2 separate regions of the Arachis hypogaea genome follow, and region 2 is linked to region 1. The links are chromatin contacts, called in public Hi-C maps. All regions are on one chromosome and are shown on one strand. The core of a region is the stretch at or near the end of the contact, and the rest is flanking DNA. Distances in the headings are between cores, read along the strand shown.

Region 1 (7,713 bases), core at 2,204-4,703:
TAAGTGTAGAATGGCTTGAGAAATTTTCGAAAATTCGATTAAAAGGTAGGCCGAGAGGCTTGTTTGATCACTGCCCGATTATAGTGGAGGATTCCAAATTCAGAGGTGGTCCACGTCCTTTTCGGAGTTTAGATTCTTGGTTTACACATGAGGGTTTCTTAAGAACAGTTAGGGAGTAGTGGAGGAATATTGGAGAACTCGAGTTTACAGAAAAGTTGAAGGCTCTAACTTTGCCTTTGGGGAGATGCCATAAGGACAACTTTGGTGACATGGATAAGAAGATTCAACGCTTTGAGGAGGAGATAAAGAAGCTAGATGAGATGGCTGGCAATGGAGTTTATGATGGTACAGTCGAGGTTAGAAGAAAGGCTCTGGTAAGCTGTTGCAAGCGGTGGTATGTGAGAAAAGAAATACACTGGAAGTAAATGTCGCGGTCCAGGCATGCGAAGGACATGGATAAAAATACAAGGTACTTTCATAACTTGGCGTCGGCAAGAAGGAGCAATAATAGAATTGATGCTTTGGTAATAAATGGAAGGCTGATAAGAAATCAAGCTCGGATCAAGATTGCTATCAAAGAGTTTTACAAGGATTTGTATCGTCAGGAGAGATCGCCGGTTTTGGGCTTTAGGGATGGCTTGGTAAATCAGATTGATGAAGAAGAGGCAGTAGCATTGGAGAGGGTGCCGACAATGGAGGAGGTTAGAGAGGTGGTTTGGGACTGTGAATCATTTAAAGCTCCAGGAAGCGATGGTTACAACATGAACTTCATTAAAAAGTGCTGGGACGGATTGGTGTAGAGTTCACGACAGTTGTACTAGATTTTTTTCACTCATCAAGGCTGCCTTCTTATTCGAATATCACCTGGGTGGCCCTAGCAACAAAGTTCACTAGAGCCAAGGAGATTAAGGACCTCGGGCTGATTAGCATGGTTGGTTACATATATAAAGTAATATCTAAAGTGATGGTCCGAAGGATGAAAGCAGTGATGCCAGGTCTAGTAGGTAAGACGCAGAGTGCTTTTGTTAAGGATCGGAAAATACACGATGGGGCACTTATTGTGTGCGAAATAGTACAATGGTTAAAGATGAGGAAAAATAAAGCAGCGATCATCAAGTTGGACTTCCAGAAGGTCTATGACCGGGTAAAGTGGAGCTTCGTGGATATTGTACTCCAGAAGATGGGGTTTGGTTGGAGGTGGAGGGAATGGGTGAAGGAGTGTATTGGTATAGCTTCAATGTCGATCTTGATAAATGGCTCACTGACAAAACCGTTTAAGATGGAAAGAGGTTTGAGACAAGGTGATCCACTGTCTCCATTTCTTTTTATTCTTGTGGTTGATGTCCTACATAGGATGGTAGGGAAAGCAGTCAGGAACAGACGTATTTCGCCCTTGCTGGTTGGTAAGGATAATATAGAGTTATCACATCTCCAGTTTGCTGATGACACTATACTGTTCTGCCCACCAGAGAAGGAGACCATCAGAAACTATGTCAGGCTACTAAAGTATTTTGAGCTGATGTCGGGGTTAAGCATCAATTTTGATAAGTCAAGTTTAATTCCAATCAATTGCGAACCGCCATGGACCTACGACATGTGTAATTTATTGGGATGTAAGGAGGCTAACCTTCCAGTCAGATATCTTGGTATTATATTAGGGGCAAACCCAAGGCGGGTAAGTACGTGGAAACCGATAATTGATAAAGTGGTGGAGAAGCTTGGCTTGTGGAAGGCGAAAGTGCTCAATAAAGCAGGTAAGCTAGTTCTTATTAAAGCTCTTCTGAATAGCCTGCCGATCTATTATTTGAGCCTATATAAGATGCCAAAGGCAGTGGCAGAGAAGCTGATTTCGCTACAGAGAAAATTCCTATGGAGCAAGGAGGAAGGTAGGAATGGTATGGCGTTGGTTTAGTGGGAAGTAGTCCAGGTTCCTAAAAAATTGGGTGGACTAGGAGTGGGTGATGCCGTGGTTAGGAACACAGCCCTTCTTATCAAGTGGTGGTGGCAGTTCTCAAAAGAGGAGTGTCCTTTATGGAAGAAGGTTGTGTGCTCCTGCCACAACTTAAACCTCAATATGATGTTACCATCTCAGACACTACCTAGTCGAGGGGGTCCCTGGAAAGATATCTGCCAGTTGTAGTTCAAAGATCGTAATGTGAGAGATAAGATGATTGTTGGGCTGTCTATGGAGGTGGGTGATGGAATACGGACCTGGTTCTGGGAAGACACTTGGCTACAAAGTGGGACGTTAAAGTCGAGTTTTCCGAGACTCTTCTCTGTTTCAAACCAAAGAGGATCTGTCATAGGGAACTGTGGGTTTTGGGACGGATTAGAGTGGATTTGGAACTTCCAGTGAAAGTGAGAATTATTCCATTGGGAGTTAGAACTAGTGGATCATTTGCATGAGACCTTACGGCCTATAAAGTTAGCATGTGATACCCAGGATAGAGTTTTTTGGAAGTTTGACAAGAAAGGTATTTTTTCAACTAACTCTTTTGTGCAGGTGATGCAGTCAGATACACTTTTGGAGAACATCTCTAGTTACAGTTTCACCAAAACAGTATGGAAAGGCTTGGTTCCGCCACGAGTGGAGTTATTTGTCTGGTTTGTGTTGATAGGCAGAGTGAATATCAAAGAAAGGCTGCTTAGGCTAGGAATTATTAGTCATGGTGATAACATGTGTGTATTGTGTAAGAAAGATGTTGAACATATCTATCACTTGTTTCTTGGTTGTGAGTTTACCTGACAAGTATGGGGTGCTTGGTTATCTGACCTTGGGAGGTTGTGGACTATTCCGAGTTCATTGAAAGAACATTTTGAGAGTTGGATAGGAGTGGTTAACAAGAAACAAGAGTGGAACAAGTGGTTCATATGTTTCTTTGCAGTTATTTGGAATGTGTGGCTAGAGAGGAACGGGCGGATCTTTAATAACAAGGAGTCTAGAGTAGAAGCGGTGTTCCACAGATCTTTGACCAGTTACAGAGATTGGTGTAACTTGGATCCCTTTTGTTATTGATGACAATGCCGGAGATAACACAAGGGATTGTTTGTAGGCGTTAATTTTTTGTTGTTTGTAGGTGTTGAGCTCATTTGTTCAAAAAAAAGAAAGTGCATACAAATATAACTCAACAATTCATAAAGAACATGCCTTCACAAGAACTTACGACATAAAAAAAAACAGAAGAAAGCAACAACTCTAATAATAACCAATAAAGAAAAAAGAGGATAAGCACCACATAAGAAAATTAAGTACATCAACTAAAATAAATGCAAAAATCAAACCATTAAATAAAAATGTTACTTTATAACTCCAACATCTAAATCTTTTGTATTACAAATTATTTTAAATAAAATACCTTTAAATTTAATTTTAATTAATACATATTTAATTTAATTTTACAAAACATAATAATTTTTAATATTTATTGTATACCATGATTAATTTAGGTCCTGCGCATTACGTGAGTCTCATCCTAATTTTTCTAAATCTCTTTAACCCGATTTGCAATGACATAAAGTCTGAAGACAAACATAGCATAATTATTTTCAGCAGTACACATCATTTCTAGCCACATATTTTGTCCCAAAGACCAATAAGCATGTGTGAAGTCAATGTCTTTTTGCTACAAGGAAAACAAAATACATAAGCAATTAACCATCACTTTCTGAACCTGCTGCTACTTCTTCCTTTACCTTCATTGCAAACAATCATCCACTACTTCCCTTTGTTTTCTTTCTTCTTATCTTGAGATCAACATGGCTGCAAGATTTGTGGGAGAAGCTTTTCTCAACTCTGCACTTGGCACTATCTACGACATGCTGATTTCACCCTTACTTGTCAACTTCATCCAGAGAAAGAAGCTTAACCGGAAGCTGGTTGAGAAGCTGGAGACAGTTCTGAAGGCTGCTCATGCTGTGATCAATGACGCCGAGCGGAGGCAGATCGAAGAGGAAGCTGTGAAGCACTGGCTGGACAGGCTGAAGTATGCTGTGTACGATGCTGAAGACATACTTGATGAAGTCACCACCAAAGCTGCCATTCAAAAGGTTCAAGGTAACTCTCTGTCTCGCTATGTCAATTTGCATGGTGATGGTGAGATAGTAACCAAGATAGAAGAGATCATTACTGCATTAGAGTCAATTGTAAATGAGAAAGATGGTCTTGGCTTGAAGGAGATACCGGTGGAGGACATGTCATGGAGGATCCCCTCAACATCTCTGGTTGGTGTGCATCAAATATATGGCAGGGACCAAGACAGGGAGGCCATAGTAAAACTGTTGTTAGATGTTACCAATGACGGTGGAATATCCGTGATTCCTATGGTCGGCATGGGTGGAATAGGAAAGACTACTTTGGCTCAGATGGTTTACAATGATGACCGAGTGAAACAAAAATTTGATGTTAAGGCATGGGTTTGTGATGGGCAAGAAGAATTTGATGTTCTTAAGGCGACAAAGACGGTGATGGAGAAAGTAACTTCTAGTTCTTGCAACTCAACTGAGCTAAACACAATTCAGGAGAGTTCAAAGGAAGTCCTAGCAGGGAAGAAGTTGTTGGTTGTTTTGGACGACATGTGGAGTAACAATTATGATGCCTGGATAAGTTTTTTAAAGCCTTTCAAATCTAGTAACGGGGGTGTTAAGATTCTTGTAACAACTCGTCTTGATTCGATTGCTGATATGGTGAAAACTATTCCAACTTTCCGTTTGAGTTTGTTGGGTGATGATCACTGCTGGTCAGTGTTTGCAGATCATGCATGTCTTAATTCTGCTGAACCTCATATCCGTTCTGCTTTAGAAGTAGTTGGTCGAAAAATTGTCAAAAAGTGTAATGGGTTAGCTTTGGCTGCTCAAACACTTGGAGGTTTATTAAGAGCAAGAAAAGAAATAGCAGATTGGGAGTTTATATTGAGGAATGAAATTTGGGAACTTCCCAAAAAAGATAGTGGGATTCTTCCAGCATTAAGAATTAGTTATCACTACCTCCCTTCCCACTTAAAACGTTGCTTTGTTTATTGTTCTTTATTCCCAAAAGACTATGAATTCAAAAGAGATGAACTGGTGTTATTGTGGATGGCAGAAGGTCTTTTGCAGCAACCGAAGAGTGGCAGCACTTTAGAAGAAGTTGGTTCTAAATATTTTAATGATTTGGTTTCAAGATCGTTTTTCCAACATTCTAAAACCAATGAAAATTTATTTGTGATGCACGATCTCATGCATGATTTAGCAATATTCTACGGTGGAAAGTTCTTTTCTAGAAACTTTGAACTCAAAACTGCAGACAAGCATGATGCTTGTCCTCGTCATCTTTCATATGGTCTTGTCATCGATGATTCGTTATTCTCAGAGATCTCGGAAGTATGTGATTATTTAAAAAATGCAAGGACATTGCTGAATATCAGTTTTGAAACATGGGAGGATTCCACAGAGGAAGTTGATCTTTGTGGCTTATTTGCACAGTTGAAGCGCTTAAGGGTTTTGTCATTTAAATTCTTTCCTCTTTCATTGCTCGATTCAATAGGTGATTTGATCCATTTGCGTTATTTGGATCTCTCTCATTCACCTATTGAGACATTGCCAGAGTCAATGTGCAAATTTTATAATTTACAAACACTGAAGTTGAGTCATTGTGCAAGACTAGAAAAGCTTCCAATCAACATGCAGGATCTTGTAAATTTGCTTCATTTGGATCTCTCTTATTCGGCAATTGGGGTATTGCCCGAGTCATTGAGCAAATTGCATAATTTACAAACACTGAAGTTGACAGGGTGTGAAAGACTAGAAAAGCTTCGAACCAACATGCAGGATCTTGTAAATTTACGTCATTTGGATCTCTCTCGTACGCCTATTGTGGAATTTCCCGAGTCATTGAGCAAATTGTATAATTTACAAATATTGAAGTTGCGCAGATGTGGAGGACTCAAAAAGCTCCCAAGCAAGATGCAAGATCTTGTAAATATGCGCTATCTGGATATTGAAGATACTAATTTAGAAGAGATGCCAAAAGGGATGAGCAAATTAAAAGATTTGCAGATTCTGCATTACTATATTGTTGGCGAGCATGAAGAGAATGGGATAGGGGAATTGGGAGAACTTGTAAATCTTCAAGGGTCATTTCATATTAAGCAACTAGAGAATGCCGTTAATAGCAGTGAAGCTTGGAAAGCAAGAATGGTTGATAAGAAACACATCAATAATCTATGGTTGGAGTGGACATCAGCTGAAGATGGTGATATTGTTGATTCCGAAATCGAAAAAGATGTACTTGACAAATTACGTCCTCACAAAGACTTGAAGAAGCTATTCATCTGGGATTACAGAGGTACCATGTTTCCGGATTGGGTAGGGCAGTCTTCGTACCACAACATAACTGTGTTGGTGCTGAGGGGATGCAGGAATTGTTGGGTGGTTCCATCACTTGGACAGTTACCCTCTCTGGAGAGGCTAGTCATTAAAGAGCTCGAGAAGGTGAAGAAGATTGGTGGGTCATTCTATAAGGGTGATGGAACTCATCAGCATCAGGAGACACCCTTCCGATCCCTTAAATATCTGGCATTCCGTGATATGCCTTGCTGGGAGGAATGGGAGTCATATGAATGTAATGATGATGATGATGATGCACCATTTCCGAAACTTGAGGAGCTTATAATAGAGGACTGCCCTAAGTTAAGAGGAGATTTGCCCACTTTCCTTCCATCTTTGGAAGAACTCCACATTAGAGGATGCGAGGAGCTTGGTTGTTATCTGCCAAGAGCTCCCATCATACGCCAATTAATAATAGATGGCAAACAGGAAGCAAGAATGCGGGAGCTACCACTTTCCATGTTGGAGAGACTATGGGTTAATGGAGAGCAGCAGGTGGAGTATGTGTTTGAGGCCATGACCCACACCCAACCAACCTCTCTCATAGACCTAAGGATCTCAGAGTGCTCATCAGCTATATCATTTCCAGGGGATTCTTTGCCCCCTTCGTTGAAAGAGTTGCGCCTATACGATTGCAAGAATGTAGAATTCCCAATGCAACACCAACAACATTACTCACTAACGAGTCTTACAATAGACAACAGCTGTGATTCGCTTACATCCTTCGCATTGCCAGCGTTTCCAAATCTGAAGTTTCTCACAATCGCAAGAAGTGAAAATTTGACATCTCTGGAGCTGTCACAGTCACAGTCCCTCCGAGAATTAATAATTTCAGAGTGCCCTAAGCTGGAGAAGATAATAAGGGTGCCTGGCTCTTTAAGGGAACTCAGAATCAGAGAATGTGGGTTGTTGGGTGAAGGCATAGAGAGGAAGGACCCCCACATTTGGCCATCCATTTCCCACATCCCTCAAATTTATGTTGACGGCACAAAGATCCTCAATGACTCAACATCTTAAAACAGGTAACTCTTTTGCTATCTCTCTATATCCCAAACCCACTTCACTTCATTTTCCCAACATCATATTCATTCTCTCCTACATATCTTCCTTTTATTTCAAAAATTTATCCTACTCTTTTTTGAGGCAAATACAAAACCCATTCCTCTCTTTTAACACTCTTAATCACCCCTCCAGTCAATGCCTACTTCCCCCAACATATAGTATCACAAAACTGTTAACTTTTTTTAGGATACAATGTCAATTTTGGAATTCCCTCCTCTCCCTTTATTTTATTATTTCTTCTTTCTTTCTTCATGTATAGGGACATCTATTGATTCTTCTGGGACTTGT
Region 2 (7,713 bases), core at 2,476-4,975, 250 kb before region 1:
AGGACCCCCACATTTGGCCATCCATTTCCCACATCCCTGAAATATATGTTGATAGGAGACGGATTGGCAATGACTCAACATCTTAAAAGAGGTAAATCTTTTGCTATCTCTCTATATCCCAAACCCACTTCATCTTCTCCAACATCGTATTCATTCTCTCCTACATAATCTTACTTTCATTTCCAAATTTCTATACCTCATTCAAATTCTGTGTCTCCTACTCTTTTGCGGAAAACACAAAACTGATTCCTCTCTTTTCATACTGTTCATCACCACTCTACTCAATGCCTACTTTTGGGAACTTATAGTATGGGTATACAATTTCCATTTTGGTCTTTTTTTTCCCTAATTTCTTCTTCTTTGTTCTTCATGTATAGGGACATTGAATGATTCTACTGGGACTTATCAATTTAATGCAGTTCGGTTGTGCACCTCCGTTCTTGTAAGGATGCTCCTCTGTCTCTAACATCTCTCTATTGAAGATTGTTTTGTTAATTCAAGGATCATACCTTGAGAATGATGAAATCTTTCCCTTCCATTTTTTACCTTTTCTATTAATGCTTTTTCTTCTTCTTTTTTTCTTACTTCAATCAGCTACTTTTGCACCATGCCTTGTCTTACACCCAAATGGAACGCCGTTCATTACCTTTCTTGGTGTTGGAGAAAGTAGTAATTAATGGAGAGCAGCAGGTGGAGTATGTGTTTGAGGCCATGACCCACACCCAACCAACCTCACTCAGAGAGTTAAGCATCTCAAACTGCTCAACAGCCATATCATTTCCAGGGGATTCTTTGCCCCCTTCATTGAAAGAGCTGTACATCATAGATTGCAAGAATGTAGAATTCCCAATGCAACACCAACAACATCACTCGCTACAGGGATTAGAAATACACAACAGCTGTGATTCGCTTACATCCTTCGCATTCCCACCGTTCCCAAATCTCCAGTCTCTCACAATCGCAAGACATGAAAATTTGACATCTCTGGAGCTGTCACAGTCACAGTCCCTCCTATACTTAATAATTTCAGGTTGCCCTAAGCTGGAGAACATAATAAGATTGCCTGGCTCTTTAAGACAACTCAGAATCAGTGAATGTGGGTTGTTGGGTGAAGGCATAGAGAGGAAGGACCCCCACATTTGGCCATCCATTTCCCACATCCCCGTAATATTTGTTGATGAGAAACTGATTCAATGAGTCAACATCTTAAAAGAGGTAACTCTTTTGCTATCTCTCTATATCCCAAACCCACTTCATCTTCTCCTACATCATATTCATTCTCTCCTACTTAATCTTACTTTTATTTCCAAATTTTGATCCTTTTTATTCCTAATTTCTTCTTCTTTGTTCTTCATGTATAGGGACATTTAATGATTCTTCTGGGACTTGTCAATTTAATGCAGTTCGGTTGTGCACCTCCATTCTTGTAAGGATGCTTCTCTGTCTATTGAAGCTTGTTTTGTTAATTCAAGGATCATACCTTGAGAATGATGAAATCTTTCCCTTCCATTTTTTACCTTTTCTATTTTAATGGTTTTTCTTCTTTTTTTTTCTTATTTCAATTAGCTACTTTTGCACCATGCCTTGTCCTACACCCAAATGGAAGGCCTTTCATTACCTTTCTTCCTGTTGCTCCTGCTTGCTTGCCCGTGCCCTTTGTTGGATTTGGTATAAGTTTATTTTCTTATTATTAATTCTGTTGAATTAAGAAACTAATAAACTCTGTGATCCCAAACATTTATGATTTGAGTTAATGTGTGCTAAGCAAAAATTGTATGAGTTGTTCTAATGTGTTTGTTTCGGTGCAGCAAGAAACAAATTGAAGTGAAGTTGGAGTAGGCTCAATTTGGAGAGCAAGGGAACCAGGTCAAGAATGATTTCACGAGGTGTGGTCTCTGCATCCATACAAAAGCTGAATTCATGGAAGACACCATCCTCATACAAAATCAAAAGTAGAAGTAGATGATGTAGAACAGAATTTCGCTAAGACCGATAGATCAATCAAAATGCAACAAGAGCACCTTCAATGATAAGGATACAGTTGGAGCAGCCTGTCAAAAATAGGCAGAAAGTGTACAAACTTGCAATGTTAAAAGAAAAAAGAGTTTTCATGTCTTCATCATTTCATTCTATTTTAGGATAGCTGATATGAGTTATTCTATTTATAAGAAAGAGAAAGCTTAGAAAGTGAGTATCAATTTCTGTCATGCTAGGATGTGAAAACATCAAGAAAAAGCCATGAGTGGCATTTGAGAAATTTGTTTTTGTATTTGGCTTGAATTGGTATTTGTAACTTGAATTTGTTTATAGTGAAAAGTTCTACCATTTGTTGTGGTGGAGACTGGATGTAGATCCCATTTTGGGATTGAACCAGGATATATCGAGATGTTCATCTTCTCTATTACAGCTTTCATTCACAATATCATTATAACTGTCATTTGCATATTTTCTGCAAAATCATGCGATAATTTTATAAAATATCTCTATCTAATAAAATAAAATTTTAAGCACCAGCTGCCTTTTTCTTTTTGGGCAAATGAAGATGCATTGAGAAAGTTATTATGTTATAAATATGAAGTGCATAGGGCAAAGATTGTGGTAGCAGCAATTTTTGCATGTTAGTACTAAGCAAAGATTAGGCTGAGTTTGGTAATTCTGGTATGGCTGTTATAGGTTAGTTGCGGTTTATAGATTATTTTCTATGTTCTGTATGTAACAGCATAGTACTATAGGTTGATATATAAGCATTAGTGTTATTAATTTTTATTGACATAGAATTGTAATTGTAATTCACTCTCATCAGTAAATTTGTTTTTGTATTTGGCTTGAATTGATAATTGTAACTTGAATTTGTTGAGAGTGGAAAATTCTACATTTTTTGTGATGGAGACTGAATGTAGATCCTACTGTTGGAATTGAACCAGAATATATCGTGATCTTCTCTATTATAGCTTTCATTCAAAATATCATTAAAAATGTTATCTGCAAATCATGTAAAATTGTAAACACTAGCATTTTTTTTAACAAATGAAGATGCATTCAGAATGTTGCTATGTTACGAATATGAAGTGCTTAGGGCAAAAATTGTGGTAGTAGGAGGTTAATTATTATAGTATTCCTCTTCTATTTTGTGTGTGACTGTGACAGCATAGTACTACTACTACAGGTCGATATATAGCATTCCTCTTCTACTTTCAATCCCTTCAATTCTCCTTTCTTTCTCCATTTTCTGATGTTTTTTTTCTTACTTTCAGTCTCTTAAACTATAATTTTGTGTAGGATTGTTGCACTACAAAAGTAAAATAATAAAATTTACAATAGATAGAAACAAAGTTGAAAATCAAATCATATGCTTTGGGTGCAAATTTCATTCCATTCCATAGCTGCATAGCTGCAACACTTAAACCAGGAGCCAAAATGATTAAAAGGTGTCACACATAATCACACATTCCATCCTTTTAAGAGCCATTAATTTAGACAGCATTTAAAATCCATGCCACATTATGATCCTATTTGACAAAACTAATATAAATTGAAAAAGGGTCAAATTTCATGCCATCTCTCTGACATAATCTACACAAAAATTCAAACTCAAACAACACATTTCCATTTTTTCTTTTTTAACATCAAATGCTATGCTCAACTTTACACACAAAAGCATGATATTCTTCTCTCTTTATATTTTGAGTGTGTATAAGTAAAATGAGTTCAAATACTGTTTTTCTTTTTTCATTTTTACAATAACCCAAAACCACCCTATTTATTCCCCATATTCCCATATATATAGCACCCTACACAACCACACATTCACACCCTTAACCAAAGCTTCTACTACACCACTTCTATTTTTCCTCTTAAGCCCTTTACAATGAACAGCCTCAAAAAATCACCATGTTTTCCCTTTATACCAATCCTATTCCATGATTTTTGCACTGATCCTTTTAGCTACACATCTCAATTATTTCATTGAAACCCCAAATTTCAAATCAACAACACAACAAGAAGGGAAAAAACATCTCCATTTCCAAAACCATATCCAATTAGTAGCACATTCAAAATGCAAAGGAACACTCTACCCTGATCTCTGTGTCTCAACCTTATCCACATTCCCAAACCTTGAAACAAGAACAATGCCACAAATAATCTCCAAAGTAGTCAACCACACAGTCCATGAAGTCAAATCTTCATCCAACAACTGCACCACCATAATCAAGAATCTCCAAAACACTCTCAACACAATTGAGAAAAGAGCCTTAGATGATTGTCTCAAACTCTTTGATGACACCATAGTAGAACTCAACACCACCATTCTTGATCTCTCAAAAAATCCATCATCATCATCATCATCATCTTCCAACCAAGATTTGCAAACTCTACTAAGTGGGGCAATGACAAATTTGTACACTTGTCTTGATGGTTTCTCACAAAGCAAAAATGGGAATGCTGTGAGAGGGTTGATAGAGGAGAAAGTGATTGAGATATCACATCATGTTAGTAACTCATTGGCAATGTTGAAGAAAGTGAAGACAAGTTTGAAGAAAGAAGAAGTGTCTGCTGAATATGGAACAATGAAGAAAGGGTTCCCTTCATGGGTTTCTGCTAAGGATAGGAAGCTTCTAGAAGGTGGAAATGTGAATGAAACTAAGATTGATGTTGTTGTGGCTAAAGATGGTTCTGGAAATTTTACTACTATTGGTGAAGCTGTAGCTGTGGCTCCTAATTCCACCACAACCAGGTATATATTATATTATTAAAATTATTTTATACTATATTTAAAGAAAATCATTCATTCCTTTCACTCATTGCATTACATTTTCAGCAAAATCTCATATGAATGATCATTTATAAGAGCTTCGAAGCTGATTTAGCTAAGAAAAATGGCAAGTGTATTTATTTTATTTTGTATATTAAATTAGCACAACTTAAAAATTAACTGCTCTTTTTTTATAACGGCATATTGGACTCTACTAAATATATAAGAATAATGCACTTTATTTACTAATATTTTTATTTTGAAGAATGAAATTAAAATGCAGTAATCAAACTTCTTATCCTTTACTTAATTCAACTTTGACTCATTGTTACACCAATTATGGCTTCTAAAAATTTAACCACATTTTTTAATTTCAAATAACAGAATATGTTTATTTAGTATATAACAATAGATGAATCTAGCCTAATATATCTTTATCTCAAAGTACAAAAAGAATCTTAGGTGTAGAAAAGTACATACAATAAGTGTAATAATAATGCCTTGTTAACATGTTATGATTTAGTTAACATTTTGTTAATTATTAAGTGTGATTATATATACTAGAGTGAGACCCGCGCAATGCGCGGAGAGGTAGATTATTTATACTATATAGTATATTTTAAAAAATGTTATATTAAAAATATTTTAGAGAACATATTATAAATAAATTTTGAATTTATTTATTTTTAAAAAAGACAGGTTATTTATATTAGAGTTATACAAAATTGCATTTTTTTTTATTTTTCGATGGCTACACTTTGTCTTTTCTTGTGGTTTTTTTGTTTGTAAATAATGAAAAAAATAAATGAATGAGAATGAAAAATATATAAAAATGTTATATTAAATTTAAAGAATTTTTGACAATTAGTATAAGAGATTAAGAAATAAAGGGTAGTAAGAGTTTTAATATGTATAAGTTGTAGAATTTGAATATTTGTAACTGAAATTTTTTATAATTATTATTATTATGACACTTTTAATGTATGTTTATTGCATTTAATTAGTACTTAATGTTTCAATTGAATAATAATAGATAAGAATTTTTATTTTAATTTTTTAAAACATTTTACTAAATAGTGATGATGAGTTTGGAAAACTCTAATTTAATTTTGATGATGAACAAACATTATTAAAATATTTAATTACAAAATTATTAATTTGATTTTCATTTAACATATGTTAATTAATAATTTTGTGATACAGGATTAATATTGGGCCGAAAAATATAATTGTTACAGGCCCAAAAACAAGATACACATTCAGCCTTGTTGAATGTCTCTATATGGCTGAATTGTTTATTGTGCTACTTGGGCCAAATTGATCCATTATTGTTCCAAAACCCAACTATGATCTATGTTAAGTGATCCAATACTAGATCCAAAAATTCATCAGGAAAGCAAATATTATCATTTGCCTTTTGCCTCCAACAGATTCCATTTTTCATTAAGGATGGATTTCAAAATTTAACTTGGTAGCATTGGAAACATAAATGAGAGAGATAATATGAGTGACATGATTGATTTGATTAATGCAGCACGCCACTCAAGCAAGGGAAGTAAAAACAATCCCATTAATTTGTTTCATTTCAATTAATTGCTTTTACTTTAACTCTACATTCTCTCATCTTTCCTTCTTCTCTTTCGGTCTTTAACCAGCAACCATGGAAGCTACATCTACACACCGAAGAAAAAGAGAAGAAGAAGCACACCTAAAGACCATCACAATGATGGCAAGAAAACATAAAAAATGTAGTGGCTGAGAATCTTATCACTTGTAGTAAGATTTTGTGATGAGATCTTAGCTTCTCCATACCAAAAATGGAAGAAGGAGATTCGGCCAGCAAGGAGAAAATCTTGGAGGGATGGCTTGTCTCTGATTCTGCTCAACCACTACAGGAAGTAGCTAGAGTGGCGAAGTGATGGAGAAGGCAGATATTGGAGCAGATGAAGCTATAATCATCATGAAGCATCAAGGGCCAGAAATCCATCTTGGAGAGCAAGCCAAGGATGGAGCGCTCGGATTGATGAAGAGTGATGACCAAGGAAGAACTAGAGGTAATTGCATGTTGGGTTTTGCATGAGTTACCTCTTCTCTCTCTTTGGCCGAACCGATTTCTTGAAGAAGAATAAGAAGTTGGCTTAGTTGTTGGTTCAACTGTGGAGGCTTCCCTCTTCTATAAAAAGGGTGAACAACCACAGTTTGATTCAAGGAGTAAGATTTGAGAGTGCAAGGCATAGAAGTCTCAGAGCTACCTAAGCTAGCAATTTTTCTTCTCCTTCAATATATTCTGTTTAGTATTTTTCTGTTTAATTTTGTCATGTCTTGAGTCTCATGGAAAAAGGCAAACAGTGAGGTTTGTATGAAAGAGCCATAGAGCGGAAAAAGGCAGAGAGTGCAAAATTAAAAGAAAAAGCCATAGATGTCCTTAGAGTTTCTTTGTTCATCTATGTTGTGTTTCATGATTCTGTGGGAATCTCCTTGTAAGTTGGGTTAGCACTTTACAGTCGGTAATCAAGAAGATTATAGTAAAATTCCATCATTGTTGTGATGGAGACTGGATGTAGGCTGCACTGCACTTAGCAACTGAACAAAGATATATCTGGGTGTAATTTTCTCTTTGTTCTACTCCATTTCTATTTCTACTGCACAGGAGCTAAAACCGAAAAATATCTCGTGCCAAGTGACGAGACAAAAATAAAAAGTCTCGTGGTTAGGGACGAGACAAAAATCAAAAAGTCTCCTCAAAGACCAGCAAGTGTTCAGAAAGAAACTGGGGGCTAAGATTCAACCCCCTTCTCTTAGCCACTGAAAACCATCAAGTGATTAGTTAATTTTCATCTAGCAATTTTAGGTATTAACTCTTTCGGTCTGTCATGACCACTGTAAATCCTTCTACAATAAAGAGAATAAGACATGGTCAAAGAATGATAATCTATTCCAAGTAAATTGTGAAAGCAATG

The links. A called contact is a pair of places that touch in the nucleus more often than the background predicts.
Region 2: a Hi-C map of leaf shows a contact between it and region 1, with 4 times the contacts expected there. The contact joins the promoter of LOC112730659 here to the promoter of LOC112728556 in region 1. A contact is called at or near these places in 2 of 8 Hi-C or Micro-C datasets (both in leaf).

The regions. Positions count from the first base shown.
Region 1 is chr12:116,030,166-116,037,878 of arahy.Tifrunner.gnm2.J5K5, reverse strand. LOC112728556 (putative disease resistance RPP13-like protein 1) reads left to right here and starts at 3,453. Exons shown (of 6, transcript XM_072209907.1): 1 at 3,453-7,385; 2 at 7,685-7,713. The coding sequence starts at 3,757. The coding sequence ends at 7,380.
Region 2 is chr12:116,276,479-116,284,191 of arahy.Tifrunner.gnm2.J5K5, reverse strand. LOC112730659 (probable pectinesterase/pectinesterase inhibitor 40) reads left to right here and starts at 3,725. Exons shown (of 2, transcript XM_072210232.1): 1 at 3,725-4,735. The coding sequence starts at 3,921. LOC112730660 (putative disease resistance RPP13-like protein 1) reads left to right here. Exons shown (of 6, transcript XM_025780728.3): 1 at 1-91; 2 at 378-442; 3 at 595-1,215; 4 at 1,362-1,426; 5 at 1,567-1,668; 6 at 1,809-2,401. The coding sequence ends at 86.